Linked DNA regions of Mus musculus: region 1 is linked to region 2. A link is a contact called in public promoter capture Hi-C data. All regions are on one chromosome and are shown on one strand. The core of a region is the stretch at or near the end of the contact, and the rest is flanking DNA. Distances in the headings are between cores, read along the strand shown.

Region 1 (6,960 bases), core at 2,330-4,829, 98 kb after region 2:
ACAAGCCAGACACAAAAGAGTAAACACCACATGATTCCACTTAGAAGAGAGACTCGTTTGTAGAGCTAGAGTCTGGAATAGGGGTCCTGGGGTTGGGAAGTGGAGGGTGAGCGGTTAGTGTTCACTGTGGGACGTTTCAAGTTGGGAAGACAAAAATGTTTGCCGTGGTTCTTGGTGGTGGTTAAAGAGCATTAACCATACGAGCACTACTAAACTGTGTCATCCAAAATGGTGATGTTGGCAAATGTTATTGTATGTATCTGTCTCACGTATCCACATTAGTCTATAGAATAGAACATTGTCAGCTGTGCCTATAAAAACCGAGTGCATAGAAATGCTCACAAGCACACAGTCCTTGGAAAGCAGAGGACAGCCCCATGGTACCGACTGGGGTTAGAGCCAGAGGCAGTTGGGACTGCACAGGTGTCCTGTGTCCTTCCAGTTGCTTCCTTCCCCAGTGCTCGCTGCTCAGAGGAGTCCTGGTGATGGTGAATACCGTCCAGGACCGGGTGACTTTTTCACAGTTGATTGGTAGGGAGAATCACTGTTGTCTCGGAGAAATGAGAACATGCACACTGGAAGGCTGCCCCTGCTTAACGCTCCTCTCCATCCAGCAGGCCAGATGGCGTTTTATGTGGTTTTCACAACTGTGACTCTGGATTGCTTAGGAAACCTGTTTCTCCCCAGCTCCTGCCTCGCCTGCCTTTGAGCTTAGCTTTCATGCCCGTGGCACCGTGTGAATGGTCACAGTGTCCCCTTCCTTTCCCTTTTATTTCTGCAGCAAAGCCTACCCCATCATCTTTAGCCTTAATAACTGCCCCACACTAGCATAGGAAAGCCTGTTTTTTTTTTTTTTTTTGGTTGTTGTTGTTGTTTTTTTCAGGGCTGGTCCTATGAGTGGTGATCCTTATGTTCAGTTCTGATTTCCCCCCTGAGTTAGGATCCTCCACTCGATGCCGCTCAATAGGAGCAGTTCTGTTGCTACACTGGCTTTGCCTCCTCCGTCTGGCATCCTACCATCAGATCAAACTTTCATAAGGAGTCAAGTCAAATTTATGTGTAATTCAAGAAGAACTTCACTAGGAAGGCAGTAATGAAAAGAAATATAGATCAACTTATAAAAGGATTTTCAAAATGCTCTTTATATAAAAAAAATCTTTTAGGGGTTGGAAGATACTTAGTAAAGTACTTGCAGGGTGAGCATGAAGACCCCAGTTGAATTCCCAGCACCCATGGGGGCAGAGGGGAAGCTGGGTTGTGCCGTGCATGCTTGTAATGCCATTGTTGGAGAGAAAGGCAGGCCGCTGGCTATCCAGAGTAGCCTTATTCATGAGCTCCAGGTTCAGTGAGACCTTGTCTCAAAATATAAGGTGGACGGAGATTGACAAAGATTCCTAATACTGACTTATGACTTCCACATGCATGTTTACATACATGGATCTGAACACACACACAGGCGCGCGCGCTTTCACTTTCAGAAAAAAAATGTTTTAAGAGGATCTTATGTATTCCAGGCTGACCTTGAACTTGCTAGGTAGTTGAGCTGACCTTGAACCCCTCATCCTTCTGCTCCAATGCCTGAGTGCTGGGATATCAGTTTGTGCCTCCATTCTTTTTATGCAATGCTGGGGACCAAACCCAGGGCTTTCTACATGTTGGGGATGAACTACATCAACTGAGCTATATCCCTGCCCTCTCTCAGTCTTTGCAGCAGTTCTGTGCGGGAACTGAATAGCTATGTCATGGGAGAAAGAGAGGTCAGAGAAGTTAAGTGATGAGGGCAAGGCTGCCTAACAGACATCGGATAAAGCCAGATCTGAGGCTGTACCTTCTGGATCCACATCCAGAACACTTATTATCACCCCAATATGCCTCTGGAAAAAGACAGTTCCATCTAGTGAGGACAGTTTCTGCATTACCCATCTCTTTGAGTGGCACATGAAGACATTGTCCTTCCCTAGATACATCACAGTGACCATTTAGACTTTATAAGACTCCCTTATATATTCGTTCTTTAGTAACAAGGGTCTGTATGTGGTCCTATGTGTGTGTGTGTGTATGTGTACATTCACACATATGTGGGTGTGTGTGCATGTATGGGGGTACATGTGTACATGCGTGGATATATGTGCATGTGGAGATCAATATCAGACATTATTCTTTAGGTACCATCCACCTCTTCTTTTTGATCTTTTAATTTAATTACTTTTATATGTCTGAGAGTTTTACCTACAAGCATGTGTGTATGTATGTGCATCACATGTAAGCCTGGTACAGAGCAAGTAAGAAGAGAGTGTCAGATCCCCCTTTGACTGAAGTTACAGATGGTTGTGAGCCACCACGTAGGTGCTGGGAACTGAGCCTGAGCCCTCTGCAAGAGCAGCCAGTACTCTTATGTGCTGTCTGGTCCCCCACTTTGTCTTGTTTTGTTTGAGGAAGAGTCTCTCAGCCTGGGACTGCTGATTAGACTAGGCTGGCTGGCCAGTGAGCCTTCGGCTCTGCTGTTTGCCTTCTGGCCCTGGCATTACTAGTGAGAACCACTGTGCGGGTTCCCCATGGGTGGGTCTAGGGATTGACCTCTGGCACAGAAGCACTTTTCTGTCTATGCTGTCCATGTGGTATATGTGGTCCATTTTAATGACCTGACAAAGTGAGGCAGAGATGTGAGGAGAGACTGAGTGGATTTGGTCTTGAAGTGCTTGTTTATCTGCTGTGACCCTTACAACTGTGGTCCTCACTGTTCCAGCAGGGATCATGGGATCGTGGAAGACAGCAGATGTTACGAAGGACACTTCTGTGATGGCCCCCAGAGACTTGCAGAAGATTGGGTGACAGTGTGTTGTCCTGCAGTGCTAGACTTCTGGCCTGGCTCATGAATGGCTGTGTCTACTTACCTTCCTATTTCTGCAGCTTTCCTCATTGTTCACCACCACAGGAGCTGCTGCGTGGACTTTGGAAGACCTTCTCTTTGGTGCAGCTTCATTTGCTGAAGACTTCAGACCTAACTTTCCCTATTTCTACACCCCTAGCTTTCTTTCTTTTTATATTTGGTGGTGTATGCATGCAGGAATGATGAATTTGTGTGCTGTGTGAGCATGTGGTGTAAGGGTGTGCTTATCTGTGCTAGTGTACAGGCAGCGGAGGACACTGAGTGCCCTGCTCCCTTCTCTGCTCTATTCCCTTGAGTCAGGGTCTCTCATTGAACTCGCTGAAGTCCTAGGCTGGTGACCAGCATGCCCCAGTGAGCCTCCTGTCTGCCTGCCCCTCAGGGCTGGGGTTATAGGGCACTAGGTCATACCCAGTGTTTTCTATGTGTCCTGGCATCCAAACTCAGATTGTCTTGTTTGCCCAGCAAGAACCCTTACCCAGGGAGGCATCTCTCTCCAGCCTGTTCACCTACCTTTCAAAGAGGCTTTCCTGGCTTTCAGGGTCCTCTGCCAGGCATCTATCAGCCTTCCATTGGTAGAGATGCCCCAAACCTAGATCATATTGGCCTATCCACAGGGATGACTGAGTTGTGGCCTCTCTCCATGTTCCTCTAGGCTGCTCGTTGCTGCCCATTCTGCAGTGTATGCAGAGTGGAGGGTGGCTCCCAGCTGCTCTGGGTTTTTGCAATGATCTGTCCTGGAGCCGAGCTTCAGCATGGATCATTCTGTTTCCTGTCGGAATCAATTTTCTGTCCAACTCTCATTTCCTATTGTGTGTTCCTCTGGGGTCAGCACAGCTTTGTCAGACAAAAGCGGGGCTTTCTCTCTTGGAGATGGTCCCGGCTTCTCTTCAGCTGTGTATTTGTCTAAGCAACAGCCGGGCACACAGTGTGTGACCACCCAGCTGCTTTGGCTGTCCTTCCTGGTTGTGCTTCAGGGTTTAATCTTCAGGGTTTAGTCTTTGGATGTGGGCTGGATGGAATCCTTACCCTGTATCTTAACCTGTAGGCTCTCTTCTGCCCTGACAGCATCTGAGCGTTCTTCAGCAGAGGTGAAACATTACATCACCGATATTGTCACCATTGTTTACTGCTCAGATGAATTTGGCAGAAGACTCAACAGTCTGTGTGTGAACCACAGCACTGAATCAGATTGCAGAGAAATTCTTATCTGTTCTCTGCCTTCCATTGTCTGATTTTTTACCTATAAACATTACAACGTAACCTCCACACCTTTCCACACCACTGTGCTGCTCTGAACACAGACACCAAGGAGAGTCACCCCACTCATTGTAACCCAAGTGTCCTTGGGGTCCACCTATGTCAACCTCTGAGGATTTCCCAGGATAACAGGAAATTTTATTATTTCTTTCAGAACACGGAGGACTAATGTGACAATAGAGATGGGACACGGTCATTACAGGATGAAAAATATGATGGGATAAGCCAGGACATTCTGTGACCTAGACTCATATCTTCTAACACGCTGGATGACCTTGCGCAAGCTTTACTCTGATAGCCCTGAATTTCCTTAACTGCAGAAACTGCCCTGACAACTCAGTATATCAACTTCCATCCACTTATAGGATCTTAGCAGAATTTATCTGGATGTTTTGATTGTTTGCCTCTGGATAATTCTTGCTTGCCTACCCAAAGAATGGCCATTGAGTCAGGTAAAGGTACTGGGAAGAGGGTGTGGCATTCAGTAAGATGGAGGCGAGAAGAAACTTCTCTCACAGAGAAAGCATTAATACAGTGGAGCTACTGGCATTTGAGCCATGCTGGACCCTCTGCCCTCTTTACCAAGTTTCTAGGCATTTAAAATTGTCACATGCTCCCGAAGCATGACACCATAGGGAGCATGACCCGGTGGGGGTCCTCAGACAGGTACAGTCCCTTCCCCTAGCAAATATGACACTTTTCCAGTCAATGGCTGCTAGAAAGTTCTCCAACTCTGCTGCCTCCCACTTCACATGAGGATCCCCGAGGGGTGGGGAAGCTAGCAGGGCCACACGGTCACCTTTCAGGGAGCACAAACAAGGAGTCTTTCGTTCTAGGGATGAAGGAACCACGCAGGGGCGTTGCATGTTTTCCTGATGCTGTAATTCCATCTCTGGTGCAGTGCTGACATATTCTAGTTCAAAGCAGCTAAGGGAGGAAGGGGTTCCGATTCCAAGCTAGAGCTCATCACTGAGGGGAAGTTGAGGCAGGGACTCAGGCAGCCGGCCGGTCACAGCACCTCCACAGTCAAGAGCAGAGAGAAACAAGGTGTAGAAGTTAGGTCCTGGTTCTTCTTCCCAGCCCCATGCTCCCAGAACTAAGACTCAGATTCAAAATAAGTTTACAAATACCTTGGCTATATAACTGGGCTCTTCTATGACTAGATCAAAATGTATTGTAACCCATTTATTCTAATCTAGGTTCTACCATGTCGCCGGTTACCTGTGTCTCTCGCCACATCCTCCCAGGAGAATCTCCTGCACCTGGCTCTAGCCTAGAATCCTTTCTGCCTCCCGGATGTCCCACCTCCTATTCTACCCTTTCCTATAGGCTATAGGTATTTTTAGTTGACAGGCAATGCATCCATACAATACACAAGATAATTCTTTCCTATACAACACATCCATGTTCCCTACCTGCTCATTAGACTCAGCTAACATCCTTCATTCTTAAACCGTTCAGGACCAGCCCATGAAACTCTGCTACCTGTATTCAGGAAAGTAGGGTGGTTTCCCACCTCAATTAACAATAGAGACATTTCCCCCAAAGTATTCCTACAGGCCTACCTGATCTAGATAATTTCTCAGGGGAGACTCTCTTGTGTAAAGTTGGTAGTTAAAACAAAACCCAGCACAACTGCTCTTTGAGTGAGCATACCAGCTAACGAGTCTGATGTGATTTCAGTTTCATAAGAGTAAAGTGTTCACACGCTTCCACTGGAGGGCTCTGACCACAGAGGCCGGAAACACCCAAGGGCACCCCTCTCCTCTCCAGCCAGCCCAGTGCTCAACGAGACCAGAGAAGGGCTTGATGGCCATTGGCAGAAATTTCTGTAAATTTCCTTTATGTGTGGATTGGAAGATGATATTTTTATTCAGGAAGGCATGTCTGACCCAATGATAGAAAATGGAATTGATGCCATTTTTTAGATTCAACCCTGTCTCTAATGTCTATTCTTCTGTTTGGTTCTGGGCACCCCTTAGCTCCCTGCTTTTTCAAGAACTTTGCTTAGCCTGACTCTTCAGAAGCTCACAGACAAGTAAAGCCTAAATAAGACCCAGGTATCCCTGAAAGGCACTTATTGTGGGCCTAGCTCTCCATCCACTGTCCAGTTTTCTTTTTCAGTTTTTCGTGTTTGTGTGTGTGTGTGTCTGTCTGTCTGTCTGAGTGATGGCATGTATGCATGTTTGTGCACTACACACACACACACACACACACACACACACACACACACACACAGGTGTACATGTATGTGAGTGTGTGAATAGTTCTGAGGTTTCTATCTGGAATCTTGCTCATTTGCTTTACACCTTATTCATTGAGTCAGGGTCTCTCCATGGAACCCAGAGTTTTCTGACATGGCTAGTCTTGCTTGCTAGCTTGCTCTAGGGATCCCCTGTCTCAGCCTGCTGTTAGGATTAAAGGTAGGCTGCCACACCCACCCAGCATTTATGTGGGTTCTGGGGATTCCAAACTCATCCTCAAGATTGCTGTGTGCACAGAAAACGTTTGCACTGCCCCGCTCCCCACCTCAGTGTCTAACATTTTGAAAGTAAAATCACATTTGCCACACCCGCTCTTATCATGAGCAGTTGCTTGAGGCTGCCTTGCCCAAGGTGGCTGACAACTTACTGGTTATCAAGCGAACCACAAGTTAATAAGCTCTTTTGTGAGACTTCAGGAGTGTTTAAAAACCAAACCAAACCAAACCAAACAAACAAACAACACATCTTAGTACTGTGGGTTCTATTTCTACTCTGTGAAGACTTCTTTCTTTGGCTGTCCTTCATAGTGTCATGGTGAAACGGTACAGT
Region 2 (7,626 bases), core at 1,684-4,183:
CAAAAACACTTATAAAATAAACACAAATAAATCAGAAAGAAAGAAAGAAAGAAAGAAGGAAAGGAAGGAAGGAAGACAGGCAGCCAGGCAGGTAGGCTAAAGGGAGTTCTCCAGGCTGAAAGAAAAGAATTTAGCTGGAATTTTGGTTCTCCAGGAGGAGAAAAATCCAGACTTGCAACAAACAAACAAACAAACAAACAATCCAAAACCAACCAACCAACCAACCAAACAACCAACCAACCAAACAAACAAAAAACCTGGGTAAATACATGAACAGAACCATATTTTCATAGTTCTATGGGAAGACAGATTGTTTAACACATAATTTAAACAATCATATTGAGGATTTTTTTAATGTGTAGATTTAAACCATTAGCTCAAAGGACAGAGGTAAAATAGACTTGGGACTGCCAAAAGTGTACATTTTAATGAAGTCTGCCATGCTACTTCTGAACAGCCCAGGCTAAGTCAAAGATTCATATGAGAGTCATTAGAGCTAGGGGCTCAGTCAAAGGACCAGAGAATATGAAAACATTATTCAATTAAAAAGAAAGGCAAGTGGGGGGGGGCGTGTAAGACAGCAAAATAGGAAACAGACCCATGCAAACAGTAACAGGAAACCCCAAACCATGTTAAGCCAAACACAAAAGATATTCGGATTCTCTAGACCAAAAATAAATAAATAAATAAATAAAAATAAAAAATCAAGATCAGTCAAAAGTGAACTGTGGTGATGGAGGCCGGAACAGTAACTGCTAATTGTTAATGTGGGGTGGGACTGCTGGGAAGGGGGGGGGCGGGTCAGTGAGAAGAATTTACACCTTAATTTGGGGACTATATTAGATTGTATATATATATATATATTAGATTGTGTATGTATATATATTATATATATATTATATATATTAGATTGTATATATATATTAGATTGTATATATATATTGTATATATATACATATATAGATATATTCGTGTATGTATTTATTTATAGAAACTCATGGAATTTTACACTTAAATTTTATGCATTTCACTGTATGTAGATTTTACATCAACTCTCTTGAGGAGCCGCCATCTATAAAATTTCACCAACAGAGGGCGCTCCGAGCCCATCAAACGCCGGGGACCGAAGATATTTTGAGATGCACATCAGATCTCAGGGCTCATCATTCTTCAGGACGAATCGTGCAGCTCCGCAATGGCTCTCCCTTCGACACCCCACCTTTCCCACTTCGGGCTTCACGGGCTCGTCCATTTCACCTGGCCACATGCTGCTTTGAGGCTGATAAGCCGCGCGTAGCTAATGGCGACGATATTTTCCGCGGCACCTAGGCAGAATACAGATGCGGCTGCAGTTGGGCTGCCTGGAGGCTACCAGTCCCCCTAAGGTCTTCGGCAGATATGATCGCGTTGAAATTGGAAGTAGGAACGTAATGGAAACTTCCACAGTGTTCTCAACATCTTCATTTTGACCTTCTCGCCTCGCTTTAGAGGCTATGAAATATCCGGGGTGCACCAGCTGCAGAGGGCGCTGGGCGGGGATGGCGATGCCCGGGAGGCGCCGAAGGTTCACACAGGAAGACAGGAGGGGGGGGCGTTGCCCCGGGTTCTAGCACCCCAATTGTTGTATTCTGCCCCCTCCTTTCTCTTGCATATGTTGAAGGAAGACAGCGACTAGGGAAGCCCGAAATGTCCTCCTGCCCCCGCCTAGCCCCAGGCCAGGTCTTTCCGGGGTACCCAGATGCCATTACACCACACGTGATCTCCGCGCCCGGCTGGTCCCGCAGGAGGCGTCTCGTGGGGTGTTAATTAAAGGTCACAACAAAATAGACCTGCCGGCTCACCAGAAGAAATGTCCTCCCGGGAAATGAAAAATGACACCCCGGAGCAGCCACGTGTGGAGCCCGGCGTACGCCGGCTTCCTGCGCTCCTGGGCGCTGCGCCGGGCGGGGGACGGGAATCAGACAGCGGGCGACAGCTGGGTGCTCTGGAGATCCCACAGGTCCGGGTGCTGGCAGGCAACCGTGCAAAGGGGCAAGGGGACGATCCCAGTCCCCGAGGTCGATCAGCTCGCGCCACACCCCCTCTCCAGGCCCGCGCAGTCCTTCCGCGCGCGTTCGGCGCGACCAATCCCTCAGTTTCCCCAGCCTGGCAGCTACAGGCTGGGTCTCGGGCTCACCTGTGCAGGTCTCGGGAGGTTTTCCCTTCATTAACAGGGGCTTGGGCCCGTGGGCGGGCGCGGGAAGGGGGGCTCAAGGCTCCCGGTGCTCAAATCGGGGTCCAGGGGAGGAGGGTCCCCTGGCCCGCTGGGGCTAGGAGGGCGAATCAAGACAAGGTTTGCCAGGCAGGTCTGGGAGAACAAAGGGCGGGGGGGTTGGTCCCGGCCTGTTTGCGGACTTGTTTGTGACTCAATCCGTTTGCACGGCTTTTCAAAGGCAGACCTGCACGCCTTGCCAGGAAGAGACCAGCTCTCGGGGAGGGGGGCGGGGAGGCCTGGGTGCTGCGTTTCAGCGCAGCTCGGCCGACTCCGAGCTACAGGCTCGCGCGCTGGATAGCACCGGAGCCCGGGGCTGTGGGCCCCTCGCCAGCAACTTCCCCGCCCGGAGCCAGATTTACGACCCCACCCCCGCCCCGGCTGCGCCTGGCGATGCCAGGCCCAAGCGCCGCGCCGTAAATGGATCGCGGCAGGCGAGGCGGCGGCGGCGGCCCGGCGGGCTCCGAGGCGGCGGGGCTGAGGTTCCCTAGGCTCCGCGCTGCTCCCGGACGGACACACGCGTCCTGACCGCGGGCTGCTCTCCGGCCGCGTACAGCCGCCCTCTCCTTGCCCTGCGCGCAACTGTCAGGAGAAAACGGGACGGCGCATATTGGCTCGGCGACACGCCGTGGCTCCTCCCCGAGTCTGGATCCTTATATTTTGGGAGAATTTCTTTGAACTCAGTTAGCGAGCTCGGGGAAGGAGGCAAGTTCCCACCGCCGGCTCGGCTCGGCGAGGGCTCGCCCACCTTCCCTGCAGCCTCCCTGCGTCCTCGCCGCCGTCCTCCTCCGTTTCGGCCCCGCTAGAGGAGAACGCGCGCTGGCCGGGTGGAGGAAAATGCTAGCGATCTGGATGTGACCGCGAAGAGAGGACGCGTGGCTGGAGGAGGCAGAGAGATGAGAAGACCCATTATTTGAGAACCACCAGCCGTTCCAACCTTTCCTGCAAATTGGTGCTATTACTTCTGGGGTCCATTTGCTTTCATTCTTCCCAACCCCCCATTAAGAAATCTTGACTTGAGGACCAACCCCTACCACGAGGGGGGACGCGTCTGGGTTGGCAGACCTTTTGGATGTAGCCTTGTGGGAACATTTAGACCCTTTCCTCTGGAAGAGCCACCATGAATTCGGTAGCCGGAAATAAAGAGAGGCTTGCGGTCTCCACCAGGGGCAAGAAATACGGGGTAAGTTGTGGCGGTGTCCACGAGGAGATGCGTTTCCAGGGACTCATCTGAGTGGGTGTCCTCTGCTTCCCGGGAGCCGGCGGCGGATGCAGGGTCCCCAGCTCTCGGGTGCACCGGCGTCCCCACGGCCGGCGGGGTCGTGCGTGCATGGAGGCGGGTCTGCAGCTCGCCTGGCTACGGGAATGTCTTCAGCCCTTGGTTCCTCCCTTTCCTCACACCCTTAACTTTTGCAGTATTTCGGGACTTGCAGACAGAGTTAAGCCGAGGGGGAGCATTTCCCAGGAATTCCTCTGCTCTTCCCTCGGATCGCTGCCCTGGAGCGGGGAGCCCGTTTGCTTTACCTGCAGGACCTGGGGTGGGGGCTGTTCCCCGAATGAGTAAACATCCAGAAGTCACAGTCACCCACCCTGCGATAGGGTGTTCTAGGACTGTGTACCTAGGCCCTTGCTGGGGTGGGTACCGGGTTTGAAAGAGTAGGGCGCTGGATTTCTGGGTGTTCTCGCAGAAGCTGCAGGATATCCACACCCCGCAAGCTCTTGTGCTGACCCCAGGAGGAATGGAGGGGGACCTGCGTGCGGGTCACTCTGGCGAGGGTGGGTGGGACAGGACTTCCTTAAGGATTGGTCACTTGAAGGATGGAGATAGATGGAGGGCAGGTTTGCATCAGTGCGGGCAGGACGGCGACCCCCCCCCCCCACCAGCCCTCCGCCGCACGGGGGACTGATGGCTCTACAGGGCCTGACGCCGCGCGTCTCTCCGGCAGGTGAACGAAATGTGCTCGCCCACCAAGCCCTCAGCGCCCTGCTCTCCTGAGAGCTGGTACCGCAAGGCTTACGAGGAGTCGCGCGCCGGCAGCCGGCCCACCCCGGAGGGAGCAGGCTCTGCGCTGGGCTCATCGGGCACCCCGTCCCCGGGCTCGGGCACCTCGTCCCCGAGCTCCTTCACCGGCTCTCCGGGACCTGCATCTCCGGGCATTGGTACCAGCTCGCCCGGCTCTCTGGGCGGCTCACCCGGCTTCGGCACCGGCTCCCCTGGCTCGGGCAGCGGCGGCGGCTCCTCCCCCGGCTCCGACCGCGGCGTCTGGTGCGAGAACTGTAACGCCCGCTTGGTGGAGCTGAAGAGGCAGGCTCTCAAGCTGCTGCTGCCGGGACCCCTCCCGGGAAAGGTGAGCTACTGCGGGGTGCTCTGCGGGAAGATGCGCCCCACCTTAGGATGCTGCCTCGAGGCGCCCGGGTGTAAGGCCCCTAGCTGAGCACCCGGCTTCGCGGCGCCAGGGGATGCCCCCAGTGGGTTAGCCATACAGGTTCTCCCTACCCTGTCTGCAGCAGCATGCCAAAGGGGGCACTAACAGCCAGCTGCTGCGAGTTCCAGGTTCCAATGGCTTATTTGTGGCTCTACCTTCCCTGCATCACAGAAACATATTTTCCAAAGCCAGCATTTCTCTCTTAACACTCCATGTGTCTAAGTGAGGAAGATTAAGAGGTGGCCCGCTGTAAGAGCTGAGCTACATCCTGACCTGCTCCTGGGCTTATTTAATAAGCACATTGGTTCCTCCATAGCAACCCCGTCTGCGTGGTTTGACCGGCCTGGAGCCCCCAGAGCGGAACACAATGCAGTTGTATTTGCACAGTTGGGTCCAAGTACTATCACATGATAATATTTACTCATCCACTTCAAAGAGTTTTTATCAGTGGTTCGAGAAAAACATCAAGAAAACCGCATTACTGGGGGGGAGGTTGCTGACACTGCTCAATGACATTTTCTGGTTTATTTTTTTGTGACTTTTGAAATGAAATATTGTGATTCCGAATAGCAGGGCTTAGGAGTAGCCACATCTGCTTGCCTCTTCTGCTTATCCATGCACACACATGGATGTTTTGTATACCAGGCTTCAATTACACAGACAGCCATAGACTGCTGTAAAATTTAAAACGGGAAAAGTCGCTCCCGGGAGAATTGGTTTTATAAATCTAGAACTTAATCTCGAGAATAATTAACTCTGGGTTATTGTCAATTTGGCATTTTTGTCGTTCCTTCATTAATCTTCCAGGACACCGCAAGAGTAAATCTCAGGGCCAGGATCCTCTCTCAGCCTTACACTGTCTTGATTTAACACCTTTCCCCAAACACAGACCTAGTTTCTTTTTTTCCATTAATATTACTTGATTTCCCACCCCGTTCAAAGTACAGCCCCTGAGACGGCAGGTCCTCTTGGACGCTATCCTTCTCTGAGGAGAGCTTATCTTCTGATGAATCCACAGTCCATCATGTATCCTCGTCTGTGTCAAGTGTTGCAAAGAAGGGACTGTGGAATGGGGTGAGAGAGGCTTGATGGATACACATTTGAGAGATCCTGATGCTTGAGATGTGACAGTGGCTGATATTTGTAATCCTAATAAGTCACAGGCCACCAAAATTATCTTAGAACATTGAAGTCACATGCTCATAGGGGTTCTTCGTGTTGTTGTTTGCTCCTCTGGTGCAAGAGTAAAGAAGCACCAACTCGTATCTTCAAGAAGGGAAGGGGTGCGGGAACACAGACAGGAAGAAACAAAGGTTGAAGCTTAGCTGCATGCGCATGCCTGGTGATTTATGGGGTCATGCGAGAGACGGGGGCCTTTGTTTTTGTTAAAGCCACCTGGAAAATTCATTTCACACTGCTTAGAGGGCAGTGCCATAAATGTTCAGATTTTATTTATTGGATGAAATTAAAGTGATGTGAAACTGATCATATTGTAGAGGGGGCAATGGCTCCAGATGCAGCCAAGTCCTGGACAGGCCAAGTCTCAGTGCTTGCTCTATGATCCAGGGGCATTGAGAGGAGAGCTGTGAGTCTGGGGACGGTCACTGATCTATACACATTAGAACATCATACACAGTTGCCAGAGTTGCAGGGTTTAGCCAGGAACAAGGATGCTTTGGGCTAGCTCATTGATAGCGAGTGAGCTATGGAGCCTTAATATGAACCACCTACTGATTGTCTTTGGGAAGGGTAACTTTGGGGATTGTGTAAATGGTAGTCGCTGTCACCTTCTAATTAGATACAATTTCTATAACATCTTTAATGTTTGCAGCATTGTAATCAAACAAATGCCACGTTGTCTGGTGCCCTCTGCGTGGTGGGTCCTGTCCAATGGAGACAAGGCATTTCTTCTCAGTGCTAGCTTTATGAGCAAACTGTAAGTGCTGATTTATGAGCGGAACCTCTGTAGCCTGCAGGCCCTGAAAGAGTTAAGTTTCAGTAGAATAAGGGATGTCATTGTGACCCCAACGTGTAATTCGCTCCGGAGAACAAGAGTCTGGGAAGATAAAGACATGTTTTTGAGGGATAATTAGCAAAAGTCATTTTCATAATTCACTTAAGATGCTTAACCATATTTGGGGAATATTTTCACAAATAGAGTATTAAATCGTATTAGGTAGTATGAAAAACCTTCTGCATAGTCATTCAGAAGTCAGAGGCAGAAGAGCAGGCCCTGAAATTCGTTACTTAAGAATGGGTTTGGCTTTTTTTTTTCCGACCGATTTATTTTGCAATCTTAGTGAGTCAGTTTCACATTTTAATACAATGTGTTTTTAAAAATTAATTCTTTAGAATCTCATCCCGTTCTTAACGTTCCCATCAACACAGCAATGGAAAACCAATGGTTCAGATGGTTGGAGTGTCTGTCACAAGGCGAGGTTCAAAAAGTGCTTCTTTTCTTCCGAGAGAGAGATGAAATTGACATTTATCTAGTAGACAATATCCCGGGGGTTTAAGGTTTATAGAATCAGGATGTTGTAATGCCCACGGTCACGTTCTAATCTGATGAGTTCACTTCTTCATCCCTCTGCTGTCAGATGATTTCCCTCAACATGCTCTATTGCTGGTAGCAAGCTCTAGAGAGTTGCCCTCCATTTATTTTGGGGACAGCTGGATGAGGTGGGGTGATGAAGTGTTAGACAGCCTCTGGAGGGGCATCTGGATGTCCCCTCAGATTGAAGACTGCCTTTGGTGTTCCAAGAGTTGCTCTGAGTCTCAGCATGCCCGAGAGTGTATGGCGTCTGGAAGACTGGGCTCTGGGCTTCCGGGTAGACCAGTTAGTTCTATGACACTGGAGGATAGGGCTTCATGTTAGGCCATTATGAGACTTGGATGTAGCTGGGTAACCGGGTAAAGGATGATAATGTTGACAGAAGCAAGAAGAGAGAA

What was found. Promoter capture Hi-C pulls out the DNA fragments that hold promoters and counts their contacts.
Region 1: a contact with region 2 is called in a promoter capture Hi-C map of hippocampal neurons, with 4 times the contacts expected there. The contact joins the enhancer-like site here to the promoter of Kif26b in region 2. A contact is called at or near these places in 8 of 39 promoter capture datasets (the 3T3-L1 cell line, frontonasal cranial neural crest, hippocampal neurons and 4 more), 13 of 484 Hi-C or Micro-C datasets (adipose-derived mesenchymal stem cells, cerebellum, cerebral cortex and 7 more), 3 of 115 datasets of contacts at active chromatin or transcription factors (embryonic limb bud, embryonic stem cells and forebrain) and 3 of 9 other capture datasets (adipose tissue, embryonic stem cells and liver).

The regions. Positions count from the first base shown.
Region 1 is chr1:178,623,487-178,630,446 of GRCm38.p6, forward strand. All of the region lies in intron 2 of Kif26b (kinesin family member 26B), which reads left to right. Among named protein-coding and RNA genes, the nearest start is that of Gm24405, 9.9 kb to the right of the region's middle. Within about 2 kb of position 3,580, at least 22 of the 459 cell types and tissues checked have an H3K27ac peak or open chromatin away from gene starts, as enhancers often do. A contact at or near this core is called in cerebellum, cortical neurons and hippocampal neurons, where this site is marked.
Region 2 is chr1:178,526,192-178,533,817 of GRCm38.p6, forward strand. Kif26b (kinesin family member 26B) reads left to right here and starts at 2,934. Exons shown (of 15, transcript NM_001161665.1): 1 at 2,934-3,434; 2 at 4,198-4,599. The coding sequence starts at 3,372.